Regions from separate parts of the Mus musculus genome. Here region 2 is linked to region 1. The links are chromatin contacts, called in public Hi-C maps. All regions are on one chromosome and are shown on one strand. Each heading gives the region's core, a stretch centred on a gene start, on an enhancer-like site or on the middle of the called end of the contact. The rest is flanking DNA. Distances are from core to core; before and after follow the strand shown. Region 1 overlaps Gm38475 (a long non-coding RNA gene). Region 2 overlaps Rassf8 (Ras association (RalGDS/AF-6) domain family (N-terminal) member 8).

Evidence for each region. Hi-C and Micro-C count contacts between places; a contact is called where the count stands out from the background.
Region 2: a contact with region 1 is called in a Hi-C map of liver, with 1.7 times the contacts expected there. The contact joins two enhancer-like sites. A contact is called at or near these places in 1 of 15 datasets of contacts at CTCF or cohesin (the NIH/3T3 cell line), 4 of 484 Hi-C or Micro-C datasets (bone marrow-derived macrophages, brown adipocytes, liver and 1 more), 1 of 115 datasets of contacts at active chromatin or transcription factors (astrocytes) and 1 of 9 other capture datasets (adipose tissue).

The regions. Positions count from the first base shown.
Region 1 is chr6:145,520,919-145,524,417 of GRCm38.p6, reverse strand. The region is part of intron 2 of Gm38475 (a long non-coding RNA gene); the gene reads left to right. Among named protein-coding and RNA genes, the nearest start is that of Gm15499, 80 kb to the right of the region's middle. Within about 2 kb of position 1,592, at least 12 of the 459 cell types and tissues checked have an H3K27ac peak or open chromatin away from gene starts, as enhancers often do. A contact at or near this core is called in liver, where this site is marked.
Region 2 is chr6:145,807,331-145,811,110 of GRCm38.p6, reverse strand. Rassf8 (Ras association (RalGDS/AF-6) domain family (N-terminal) member 8) reads right to left here. Exons shown (of 5, transcript NM_027760.3): 2 at 2,549-2,727. The coding sequence starts at 2,651. Among named protein-coding and RNA genes, the nearest start is that of Gm38927, 33 kb to the left of the region's middle. Within about 2 kb of position 1,335, at least 7 of the 459 cell types and tissues checked have an H3K27ac peak or open chromatin away from gene starts, as enhancers often do. A contact at or near this core is called in liver, where this site is marked.

The sequences.
Region 1 (3,499 bases), core at 343-2,842:
GGACAGCTAGAGATTTTGGAAGTGATTTTCCTGCTTTTTCTCACTGTGGTTTGCAGAAAGAGCAAGGTCAGATGAATGTCCTCGAGTGTTTGAATTTTGGTTTTCTGTTTGTTTGGTATTATATTTTATTTTGTAAGGCCCAAGGATGCTGGTGTGCTTCTCTGGCTAAGGAATTTAAGACTGAGACAAATCCGTTCTAACCCCGCACACTCCTGCTACCCTGAGAGCTCTCACACAAGGGACAAGCCAGACCACTGAGACCACTTACCTAAGTGCTTGCCCGGGGCCCCTGCTTGTACACCGAGACCTAGTGCCTCATGGGAAATCTGATGTTTTTACATTCATTTCGACCCTCGGATGCTATTGGAGTGAAGCAAGCCGTTCCTCTGTCAGGCGGGTCTCGAGTGAGGCAAGTGAAGTAAGCCGAGGAGGAGATACTTCAATGGCACCTCAAACAGGACGGGTGGGAATGTCAAGATGCCACGTGGCCCCGCGTGACTTCTCCCGCCTCGGTTCTGAATGGGCCACGTGGCAAAGTACAGGTGCCTTTGGATGTTCACCTGACTATTTCAAGATTTCTTTCACAAATTAGAGGGAAATGTCTAGGCAAATGCTTCTGTTGTAAATGTACGTGATTTCCAAAATGAATCCTAGATCCTAGGAGCCACCGGCAATAAGGAAGACTTGTATGTTTGCGTACACCGTAACGCTGCATGTTTAACCAGTTCACAAATGCTAACCAATAGCATAAACTGCATGAGTAGATATACCTGAGCTCAAAATAACTTAGCTAAGCCACATAACAGCAACTTTTAAGTAACAGCAACTTCTGTTGTTTATATTTCCTCACCGATAAGTGGCTCGTTACAGTTCCTCTTTCAAGTGTTGTGAGAAGAGTTAAATATGATAACTTGAGGTGTTGGCAAAGTTGCAGAAGCAGAGTCCCGAGTAAGGACTGTTTTTGTTCTGAGCTATATAGCCGCACTTGGGAAAGAGTCAGCATGGCCTCTGCCTTCAGGAGAAGCGCGCTTACTGAGGTGGGACACACATGCACAAAAACTTTAATACACTGCAACTGCACATCGCAGTGGTATTCAGAGTCCAGTCAAAGCATTAGGCCTGGGGAGGCCACAAGTGAACTGGGATTCCAGCTCCGAGCAAGAGTGTGCTGCAGCCCAAGAATGAATTGGCGCCAGGGAAAGACAATGTGCTCAGGTCCTTGGGGATAAGTCTGGAGTTTATTTCTGGAGCCTCTTTGTTCTCTATAGCTAGTTTCTTCAGATGCGTGACTAACAGAATAGAAAGACAAAGCCAAGTGCAGATCTCTTTCTGTCTCCCCGTCTGCTGTCTCCACCCTCTCAGTTCTGCTCCAGAAGCCTTCATCACCTTGAGCTCTGGCCCTGCCAGACTCCCCATGGTGAAGATCCCAGGCTGTGCTGCCCCATCACGCTCCGCTCCTCAGGACCTGGGGAACCTTCACGGCACATTTCTCTGGGCTCTTCATTTGTGTCCCTCCTTTCTCTTGGGGACCACAGCCTTTTGCTGTTTGTCACACAGCGTTTGACCTTTGTCCTGTAGGGAGTAAAGGTGGTTAGTCTCCTGCCAGTCCATTTTGGCCTAAAGTCAAGGCCCCATTGATTTCCATGAAAAGGCACCGTGCCTCTCGCACTCGCTTCTAGAACTCATCTGTGGGAAGTCGGTCTAGGAATCTGGCAGCTGATCGTCAAGGGGAGGCGAACAATAAAAACTTTCCCAGTCAGGAAGATGTCATCCTGCAGCCATGTTGACGGGACATTCCTCGGTTATTCAGACAGAATTGCTCAGCAGTGGCAGATGATGGGATGGTAGCAATTTATGAGGCATGGTCACCAGCGAAACTGCACTTACTTAGGTGGGCCAGGCAATTGCCTGTGTAACAAAATGCATTTTCTAAGGTATCTAAAAGCAGTTTTGTCCTGGTGGCCATGAGTGTCCATTCCTCAGGACCCCTTCCCTCACAGAGATCTCTTGCTCCTCTGCTCCCTTCTCAGAGCTCTGCTGATCTCCACTCATGTCTTCTATTCAGTGCCAATGGCTTTCTTCTTAAAAGCATCTAAACCTAAAACCCATTCCTCTAGGAGAGATGGCTTGGCAGTTAAGCACACCCGGTGCTCCACGGAGGGCATGAGTTTGATTCCCAGCACCTGCATGCTGGTTCACAGTAGTGTGTAAGTCCAGAGCCCTTCTGCAAGTCTGATGCCTGTTGCAGGAAATATTAAAAAATATGAACCTGCCAACTCTCATCAGGGCCAGGCCACACACTCAATCCTGCCACTGCCAACAACTCTCTAGAGCTAGCCCCTGCACCAGGTTATCTCACTTGCTCAGTCTCTCAGCCCACCAACTCGCTGACTCTGTGAGGCCACCTGGCTCCCACCGGGCCATCTCTTGGATGCCCCCTATTCTCCGAGTTCCTCTCACTTTCACACAACACCCCACAGACCCCTGGTTAGCCATCACAACACCTAATTACTCGGTAGAATCAAGACTCTTAATGCTTAATTAGCCAATCAGATTAATGTATCAATAATAACCCAATTTATAAGATGCCAATACAATAATTTCAGAGCCAAATGATAATAATGATAAAGCTTTAACCCAATTATTCTAACCTTTTGATAACATCACATTGGCTTCCATTCTTGTTCTCTCTCACCTCCTGAGACCTCTCTCTCTGCCAACTCCTTGCTCTGCCTCCCTTCTATTGGCCAAAAACAAGCCTCCCAGTGCCCTAATGTGATTGGACAGAGAAAATCCTGCAGCAGATGCCTTTCTGGCCTCCATGAACACTAGGCACACTGTGTGTGTGTGTGTGTGTGTGTGTGTGTGTGTGTGTGTGTGTGCGCGCGCGTGCACACACGTGCACATGCACACAAGTAAGTGCTTATACACATAAAATTAAAATAAATCAATCTTTATTTGACAAAATTTTTTGTAAATTGCTCATGTCCCATAAATATTATTCCATCTGGATCTGGAGACTTGAAATTATTTAAACAAGTCAAGCAGTGTTCAAAGAACATTGCACACACTATGCAATCTTATGGGATAGATTCTGCTTTGAGATCTGATGTGCCCAATGGATGTATCTGGAGGATATATCATCCTTAGTGAGGCAACCCAATCACAAAAGAAGTCACTTGATATGCACTCACTGATAAGTGGATATTAGCCCAGAAACATAAAATACCCAAGATACAATTTGCAAAACACAAGAAAATCAAGAAGAAGGAAGACCAACTTGTGGATACTAAATTCCTCCTTAGAATAGGGAACAAAATACCCATGGAAGGAGTTACAGAGACAAAGTTTGGAGCTCAAATTGAAAGGATGGATCATCCAGAGACTGCCCCACCTGGGGATCCATCCCATAATCAGCCACCAAACCCAGACACTATTGCATATGCCAGCAAGATTTTGCTGAAAGGTCCCTGATATAGCTGTCTCATGTGAGGCTATG
Region 2 (3,780 bases), core at 86-2,585, 290 kb before region 1:
AACTGCCCTAGCCTCTTCCTGTAGTCTTTCTAAAACTTGGTCACTATGATGGTTTGAATAAGAACGGCCCCATAGGCTCATATATTAAGTGCTTGGTGACCAGGGAGTGGCACTGTTTGAAGACTAGGAGGCGTGTCCTTCTTGAACTAAGTGTGGCCTTATTGGAGGAATTGCATTACGGGGGATGGGCTTTGAGGTTTCCAAAACCAATGCCAGGCCCAGTTTCTCTACCCGTGCATCATGATGTATCTCTCAACTACTTCTCCAGAACCATGCCAGCCTGTGTGCCACCGTGCTCCCTGCCAGGATGACAATGGACTAAACTTCTGAAACTGTAAGCCAAGAGTGAGCTGTGCCATATGATTACCCACCACGATAAAGGGATACTCCTGAACCTATGAAGCAGACCGGTAACACTCACGTGAAGTTGTTCTGTCAGACATTTGGTGATAACGAGGTAAAGCCCCTGACGCAGAGAACTGGAGGGTAGGAGGCTGCTATGGTATCTGACCATGTGCTTTGTAAGTCCTTTGGAAGTAGGTAGTGGGATGAACTCAGGAGACGTGAGAAACAGGCTAGGAAACCCTTACAATGCTGTGAGTTAATGGGTGATTTTGCTTGGAGCTCAAGGGAGCAGAGTTCCAGTGAGAATGTGGGCAATGAAAGCTTGGCTCAAGAAGTTTCAGATGGGAACAACTCAATTGGGAACTGGGAGAGAAGTCATTTGTGTTCTGCTGTAGCAAATAATGTCTACATTTTGTTCCTAATTTGAGAAGTCGTGGGAGGCTGATTTAAACAGGTAGACTAATTAATCCGGTGGAGAGCGGTTTAGGACAGCACAGTATCCAGGCTATTCATAGGTAGTGCTAGTGGCCCTGAGCCAGGCTTACAGTGAGACCTGGAAGGACAAAGCTGAGCAAGCTTTGAAAACAGTGTAGTGGTTAGAAAAGGACTGTGCTGCAGACAGAGGCGTGGCTGCCAGAGTGTGCAGAAGTCGTCTACTGTGATGACAGGGGGTACCCGATGGAAAGTGGCCACACTGCACCCTCACAGACTGAAGAGTGTGACCCAGTAGCATCCCTTCAAAGGGGTCCCCCTTGGAAGGACGTAGCCTTTGGGTGCCTCGTGGACAAAGAGCTGCCTAGAAAGTACTCTCCTCTTTCTTTCCACTGTGCACAGCTGCCCAAGGACTCAGAGGGCAGAGCAGCTGCGGGACAAAGCTGGGATGCTTGGGCTGGCAGGCAGCAGGTTTGGCATCATCCGTGTGGTGCTGGCTTCACAGGCATGCAGAGGGTAGAGTTGTGGAGCGATGGAAACGCCCATTCAGGTTTCAAAGGAGAAGCCTGGGAAGCCAGGCAGCATGTGTCAGGGTCAGAGTCCTGAAGAGCACTCACAGGTCAACGTGTGAAGCTGTGCGGGTGAAGAGGAGCCTGCACTGAAGGCTCCTGGGGAGGCTAGAAATGTGAGCTGCCACTGGGAAGGCAGTGAGGTCACATGACTCCCCAAGCCCGCTGTAGCTCAACTACAGGATCCCATGTTGTCCTACTGGGTTTAGTCATGCCTTGAACCAATTGTTTCTGATCATATTTATCTTTATTGATATATATGTGTGTGTGTGTGTGTGTGTGTGTGTGTGTGTGTGCCACATGCATGCGTGTACCTTTGGGACTAGAAGAGGGTGTCTGGCACCCTAGCACTGCAGTCACATGTGGTTGATCTTTATGACAGGGGTGCTAGGAACTGAATTGGGTCCTCTCTGGCCACTGAGCCATCTCTCTAGCCTTAGTCCAATACTTACTTGGTATTTTCCTATTCCTCTTTTCCTTTTAACAGGAATGTTTAGTCTGTGGCACTGTATGCTGTGATTTTATAATGTGTCTTTCACTTCTACAGTGCCTCATAGCCAGGAGTCCACTGAGTCTCCGAGAGACTTTTAACTGGGGCTTTTGAACAATGTTGAACTGTAAAGACCACTGAGGCAGACTCAGTGCACTGTGAACTACAAGGTACACATTCAGGCTTTTGGGGGAATGTCAGAATGCTACAGTTTAGTCATAAAGTGTCTTTCCAAAGGCTCCTGTGTTTATTGCTTGGTCCCAAGATGGTGATTCTATTTTGGGAGGTTCTAGAAACTTTAGGAGATGGGACCCAGCTACAAGAAGCAAGTTACTGGGGTGGGATTTTTAAAGATATCTTGCCCCTGGCATGTTCTCACTGTCTGCCTCTGTGTGCCCACCCTTCCTCTCCTTCTCTCCCTCCTCCCTCCCCCCCTCCCCCTCCTCGCCCCTCCCCCTTCCCCCTCTCACCCATCCCTCTCCACCCCAGGAGTCTTAGGCCAAGAAACGATGGGCCGAGCCCTTTGAAATTCTGAATCCAAACGTTATCTTTCTGACACTTTCATCAGGATGCTGAGGTAGTTCACACACACACACACACACACACACACACACACTCTCTCTCTCTCTCACACACTCACACACACACAGCCCCGCCACACTCCAGACAAGTGTGAAGTGCCATTTTTCTTGACTTGCCAATTTTTACTTACCTATAGCTTGGGCTAAGGCTATTACAACCTCCTGGCAAGTTGTGACTTCCGTGACGCCACAGACGATCCTCTGAACGCCATCCACCCACACTTTAAGTTCCATGGTGCATGTGCCAGTCCCACAAAGGCCCTGGCAGTAGGCATCAGGGTGTCAGGTCATGGCTCTGGCTTCAGAAACACTAAAAAAGGTAAAATGTTTGTTTAAAATAAAGTAAACTTCTCCCTGTGTTATGTGAACTATAACACAACAAGAAGCATCCCACTGTGATAGCGTCCACGCCGACTTTACCGAGGTGACTCAGCAGGGTAAGTGGCTGGCCACACACGCCGACCCTGGTTAGCATTGTACACTTCCACAGTAACTTTAATCTGTGTCCCAGGTCTGAAGACTCTTGTCTACGTGCTCAGTGCATGTGCATGTGCTCTGTCTCTCTGACCTTTCCATTAGGACAGGGTCAGAGAGTCTTTCACATTCCTATCATTTCAGAACCACAACTGAACCAGTTTTAAACTTACTTGCTGTGCTATCCTGCTGGCCAGTGTCCACCCTTGTGATACACCCTCAGCCTCCCCAGGTCCCCGCTGGCCAGTGTCCACCCTTGTGATACACCCTCAGCCTCCCCAGGTCCCCGCTGACCAGTGTCCACCCTTGTGATACACCCTCAGCCTCCCCAGGTCCCCGCTGGCCAGTGTCCACCCTTGTGATACACCCTCAGCCTCCTCAGGTCCCCGCTGGCCAGTGTCCACCCTTGTGATACACCCTCAGCCTCCCCAGGTCCCCGCTGACCAGTGTCCACCCTTGTGATACACCCTCAGCCTCCCCAGGCCCCTGCTGACCAGTGTCCACCCTTGTGATACACCCTCAGCCTCCCCAGGTCCCCGCTGACCAGTGTCCACCCTTGTGATACACCCTCAGCCTCCCCAGGTCCCCGCTGACCAGTGTCCACCCTTGTGATACACCCTCAGCTTCCCCAGGTCCCCGCTGACCAGTGTCCATCCTGGATCACACCCTCTGGCCTCCCCCACCCTCTCCCCCGAGCTGCCCATACCAGTGCTATGAGAATAAGCTGAAGGACATTGATCCCTTATGTCTGTCTGTCTGTCTGTCTGTCTGTCTGGTCTCACTGCTGGTTTGTTGATTTAATTGTCAGAAGAGTCATCCCAATAATATAAAACATGCTTCGTGGTGTCTACCCACTCTTAAAAAAAATAACCTGTCCCAATATTAAGTG